Regions from separate parts of the Sus scrofa genome. Here region 2 is linked to region 1. Evidence: chromatin contacts called from public Hi-C data. All regions are on one chromosome and are shown on one strand. Each heading gives the region's core, a stretch centred on a gene start, on an enhancer-like site or on the middle of the called end of the contact. The rest is flanking DNA. Distances are from core to core; before and after follow the strand shown. Region 1 holds the start of ELAVL1 (ELAV like RNA binding protein 1). Region 2 holds the start of MAP2K7 (dual specificity mitogen-activated protein kinase kinase 7).

Evidence for each region. Hi-C and Micro-C count contacts between places; a contact is called where the count stands out from the background.
Region 2: a contact with region 1 is called in a Hi-C map of skeletal muscle, with 4 times the contacts expected there. The contact joins the promoter of MAP2K7 here to the promoter of ELAVL1 in region 1. A contact is called at or near these places in 3 of 5 promoter capture datasets (fetal liver, fetal skeletal muscle and liver), 15 of 47 Hi-C or Micro-C datasets (alveolar macrophages, blood, brain and 9 more) and 2 of 2 datasets of contacts at active chromatin or transcription factors (alveolar macrophages and skeletal muscle).

What each region holds. Positions count from the first base shown.
Region 1 is chr2:71,205,774-71,208,534 of Sscrofa11.1, forward strand. ELAVL1 (ELAV like RNA binding protein 1) reads left to right here and starts at 1,368. Exons shown (of 6, transcript NM_001195334.1): 1 at 1,368-1,494. It also overlaps a transcript of CCL25 not described here.
Region 2 is chr2:71,306,843-71,309,761 of Sscrofa11.1, forward strand. It overlaps MAP2K7 (dual specificity mitogen-activated protein kinase kinase 7), which reads right to left and starts at 1,590. Exons shown (of 11, transcript XM_003123197.5): 1 at 1,094-1,590. The coding sequence starts at 1,217. It also overlaps a transcript of LRRC8E not described here.

The sequences.
Region 1 (2,761 bases), core at 118-2,617:
TTCAGTACCATGTGCCACCAGCCACATGTCAACTGCCCAAAAGCCACATGGAGCTGGTGATTATTAAATGAGACACTGCTGATTAAAAGGCATGCCCATGATGGGAGAAAGTTCTGTTGGATAAACATGACACTATACTACACTATGATTATTTTTTCAGTGTTCTTGACTCTTTCTGGTCCTTCTGCAGATCCTATTGTCTCAATCTTCCTAACAGTCCTCTTTCAAACTGAAATCCCCACATTCCTCACCTATGCCCTCTGTCCAATTTACTTTTCCTCTTACCACTTTTCACCACTGTGTGTGGAATCCACTTGATTTCTTTTCTGCCTCCTCATCTAGCACTGCACGGTCTCATACAGTAGTCACTGGCAACTGCGCTGTTGAGCCCTTGAAACGTAGCCAGTCCAACTTCAGAAGCGCTGTGAGTGTAAAAAAACACCAGATTTCAAAAGCACGTAAAGAAGGAAAAAAAAAAAAAAACATAAAAAGATCTCAGAACTTTTTATATTGGTTACATGTTGAAACAGCTTTTTGGACATAAATTGGGTTCAATAAAACACATCATTAAAATTAACATCTCCTGTTTCTTTTTATTTTTCCCCCTCTAGCATGGCTATAAGAAACGTTAAATTACTCATGTGGCTAACATTTGTGGTACGCTTATACCGCTCTTGGACAGAGCCAGCCTAGAATGTCAACCAAATAGAGGCAGGTATTTTGGCTAGTTCACTGTGCACACATTGACTGGCACGTAGTAGGCACTCAATTAAATTTTAATGAATGGGTGTTAGGCTGAGCATCGGGGTAAACTGCTAGCTCTGATAAGCAACACTGATGGAACGCTGACGGCATCCCATGCCCCGCCTACTCATTACACCAGATAAGGAAACTGAGGCCCGCCGAGGTGACGTCAGCCCCTGCCCAAGGGTACGTAGTGCGGAAACGCTGGGGCCAGGATTCGAACCCGAGTCCTGCCTTTACAGTCCTGGTGCACTGACCGCTCCTACCTTGTAGGGTGGTAACGGTGGCCGCGGCGGCGGTGGGACACATAGGCTCGAGACACACAAAATGCCCCCGATAAAGGGCGCGGCTCTTCGGTCACCGCCTTCCGTCGGCCGCCGTGGGCCAAGCCCCAACTGGCCCCCTCCGCGGCCATCGCCGGCCACCCGCGTCTCTGCCTGCCGCCGAGCCCTTCTCAGGCGGCGCCAGCCGGAAGTCCCGCCTCCGCCGCGCGCCCCGGGGCGCCGCGACAGCAACGCCGGCCAACGAGAAGCGCGCAGTGGCGGACGCTGGCCAATGGGTGCGCGCGTCGGGGGGGCGTGTCCGGGCCGCGGGCCGGAGCGGGTCGTGCGCGCTGAGGAGGAGCCGCCGCCGCCGTCGCCGTCGCCGCCGCTGCCGCCACCGCTACCGAGGCCGAGCGGAGCCGTTAGCGCCGCGCCGCCGCCGCCCGCCCGACCCGGAGCAGCCCCGGGCCATCCCGCCCGCGTCCAGGTGAGGCGGGGGCCTTCGGCGGCGCTCGACGGGGTAGGCCGCGGCAGGCCTGAGCTCGCCTGGCCGGGCCGCGGGCGCTCGCGGGCCTGCACCGGCCGAGGCCCAGGCCGCGCGGGGCTGGGAGGGGACGCGCACGGGCCTCGGCGAGCTGGCGAGGGCCGGCCGCTGTGGGCGCCGGCGACAGGCCCCGGGCCGGATTCCTTGGCCGCCGCGAGGGCCGAAAGAGGGGGACGCGGCGTGGGCACGCGCCTGGCGGCCGGGCTCCACGGCCGGGCCGGGGTAGTCTTGCAAGCCGGCTATCCGGGGGCGGGAGAGCGAAGCCAGAGACGAGGGAGTCGGGTGAGCGCCTTCAGCGCGCAGAGGTCACGGCCCACGGGCACGCTCCCCGGGGAAATCCTATACATTCTTTTGTGGTCGTTGTCAGAGGACCGCGGCCGATCTGAGGTCCTTTTAGAAGTGTGCAAACCCTTCACTATGTATGAGGGTCGAAGAAAAATATATATTTATGGACGCCATCTCTAACAAAGCTGTTTTTGAGGCGTGGGACGTTTGGGTTTGTAAAATTGTGTGTGTGTGTAAAACATAAACTGCACGCAGTTGAACAATGGAGGATGGATGTTCTTCCTTTTCCGGCGTCCTCCGCTGCTAGGCTTATTAAAATGGGTTCTAATACCTACTGTTTGTAGGGCATGTGGGGAAGAACTTCTGCAGGCCCTGCCCCTGGAGGAACAGAGCCCCCTCCCCTTTACTGAAAGTATTCCTGTGGAATCCTGAGAACCAATGTCCAGAAGTGGGACGATGGGGAGGAGGATTCAAGGGTTTTCAACCTTGGCGCTACTGACATTTGGGATCTGATCATTTTTGGTTTGTGGGGGAGGGCTGTTCTGTGTATGGTAGGATGCTGAGTAGCATCCCTGGCCTCTACCCACGAGACGCCAGCAGCATCCATGTCCCCTAGTTGTGAAGATCAAAAATATCTTCAGATGTTGCTGAAAGTATCTCACACACACACACACACACACACACACGCGCGCGCGCGCGCTTACACATGTGAGAACCACCACTGGACTAAATGATATTACCCTAAAAGTTCCCTTAGCCCCATCTCTGATGCCTTGGAACGGAAGGCTCCCAAAACGTTGAACAGATTCAGCTGTGGGAGCCTTCGTTTTCTTATCTATGAAACAGGACGGATGAGAATATTGCTGTACAGATATTAAGGATGTGGGAAACCCCAGCATTGTGTGTGACCTGTGCCTGGTAGGCA
Region 2 (2,919 bases), core at 340-2,839, 100 kb after region 1:
GCAGAAAAAGAAAGAAGGAAGGAAAAAAGACACAGATACCATGTGTGGGGGTTGCTGCTGATCAGGCCTTTGGGGAGGGGGAAAATCTGAGTAACTCTGAGCTGAGGGGATATGGGGAAGGGGTTCTGCAGAACATAACAAAGAGATTAGATGTGGTGGTGGTGATCCCAGGCCAGGTGTGGGTGTTGGGGGTCAGCTCTTGATTTCAGATGACACGATGCCAGGGAGGCAGGCACTGAGATCATGGGACAGTGGCCTCATCTGTCCCTGGGCTGGGTGGGTGTGGGAAAGGAAGTCACTTAATTCAAGGTGACAAAACTACTACGCGTGTGAGTTGGGTGTGTATTTCTGGAGGAGCTGGAAACAGTCACCAAGATGGTGACAGTGAAACCACTCAGAGAAGTATGAGGAAGGGCGGTGTAGACTGGGGGTAGGCTGCATGTGGGAGGGGGTCTGCTGAGCCTAATGACAAGATCCCAGAGTGCAAAAGAGAGAGCTACTGACAGAGTCACAAGGAGGAAGTGGGAGAATCATCTGATCAGAGAAACAAGCGGTGATTATATGTGGTCAACTGACTTTAGGTGTCCCCAGGCCAGGTGTGGGTGTGTGTGTTAACTCAAGGACCTAGGTGCTGGACGAGGGGAGGGGACCTCTTGACACAGTCACTGACATGCGGGAGTGGAATCAGGTGGTGAAAAGGGTTGTGTACACGTTTGCGGAGGAGCTAGATGTGGTCACGGTAGCAGGGAGTAGGAGGAGCTCGGCTTAGAATAGGTGAATGAGGCTCCGAGGATCACGGTGACGGGAACGGGTCATCAGGTGGGGGGTCTTCGCCTGGAGCCGGGCAGCTAGGCTCCCAGGCCCCATAAGGGGAAACTCCCCAGACAGGGGGAGTAATGCCCGGGAGCTCGCCAACCCCATGCCCCTGGGTCAACGTGACCCTCTCCCGGCGAGCAGACAGCGGGGAGTGGGGCGGAAAGGAGGAGGAGCAAGAGCGCCCCGGAAGCGGGGGCGGGGCCTGGCGGCGGGGGCGGGGCCTCCCGCGGCGCGCGCCCCGCCCCGCCCGCCCCCTCCCCCACGCCGCCCTGCTTACTGGGCCTGGGCCGCTGGGGGCTGATATCCAGGTTGAGGTCAATCCTCCGCCGGGCCTCGCGGTTCTCCTGCTTCAGCTTTGCCTCCAGGCGGGACAGCTTCTGCTCCAGGGAGGACGCCGCCATCTTCCCCGCCGCCGCCACCGCGCACCGCCCGGCCACCCGTCAGTCCGGCAGACAAACACCGCACTGCGCCTGCGCTCGGTTGACCCCGCCGAGCCGCCGTCTCGCTCCGCACGGCGCATGCCCGCGGTGTGCACCCGCCCTCCCCTCGTGCGAACCTCCGCGCTTGCGTGCTTCGTCCTAGCCGGAGGGATGCCGCCACCTAGAGCTCGCGGCTGGCAACGTGCAAGTCCTCGCCAAGTGATACGCACGCGCGAATTCCCGTGCGCTCCGGCTAGAGGCGCTGTGTGGAAACCCACTTACACATTCCGCAAAGAGCGGTGGGCGGAGAAAGCCGCGCGCAAGCGTACAGAGGGGGAGAGGAGGTCTTGCGTGTGGCAGCTGCTGCGCATGCGTAGCCTTGGCTCTGTTCCTGGCCTCTGTCCCGGGTGGTCGCCCGGGGTGTGTCCTAATCCTTCTTTCCCTTCCCTGCGCGGCCCTCGCTGGCACCCGCACCCTCTCAGAACCGCCTTTCTTGTCTTGGACAGTACTTCATTGGGATCCCTGTTATACTTAATTGCTGCCTCCTTACCATAATTAGGCAGCCGTGGGAAGCCCTTTCCATTTCAACAGGCTCAGGGTTGGCCGAGGGCTTGCAGGAGGGGCGGAGTAAGGCTCAGGCTACTGTCGGGGCCCTGGGAATCCAGCAGCGTGACTCCTGATCTCTGCAACGGGAGCCAAGGACAAGGGCAGAGAGTACCAAATCAGACTTCTGTGGGACATTTTAAGGCTTCCTTCATTCACTCTGCCTCCATCCTGGACAATGCAGAAAATAGGCCCTGAGGCTAGATGCGTCTGCCAGGCGCCTTTGTGCCTTTAACTGATCTGAAGAGTGCTGGGGAAATGTCCCCATCTGGAACCCCAGGTCCCGCTGGAGAGCTTGCCTCTTCTCCCTGGTGCCAGGAGGAGGCTCGCATTTTGCAGACTCCACGGAGGTGGCGATCTCAGGAGGCCAGGGTTGGTCAGGCTGTGTCATTGCCCTGCTGGCTCCGGCACAGGAACACTGTGATGGGCTTTAAAGGCTTTTAAGGACTCCTCTGGTGACAACTTTTGGGTGGACCAGATCCAAATCTATGGAGCCAGGGGAATAACAGGGAAGGTAAAGGAAGAGCAGTTCTCCAGGGAAAAAAGCTAGGCAAAGGATGCCACTGATTTTTTTCTAGTTAGCAGAGCTCTCTCTGCCTCTGCTACCAGTACAGAAAAACATATACCCTTGATTCTGGCACATGTCTGTCACCACTTGCCTGTACTTGGTCTGGTGAAACCAAAGGCTTAGAGAGGAGTGGACACAAGAGATCGGAGTTATAGTTCTCATAATTAGTATTATTTATTAAGCACCCAACAGCATACCCTGCTTCACAGAGGGAACTCTTTTTTGACTTTTTAGGGTGCACCTGCATATGGAAGTTCCCAGGCCAGAGGTCTAATCGGAGTTATAGCTGCCGGCCTATGCCACAGCCACAGCAACACCAGATCCATTAACCCACTGAGCGAGGCCAGGGATGGAACCTGCGTCCTAATGGATACTAGTCGGGTTCGTTACCACTGCGCCACCACAGGAACTCCCACTTAGGGAACATTTGAAGATCCAAGTCCCCGCCTGTCCTCAGGAAAATGTACCCTCCACAGCAGGTTTGTTTGGGTTTTTTATTTTGTTTTGTTTTTT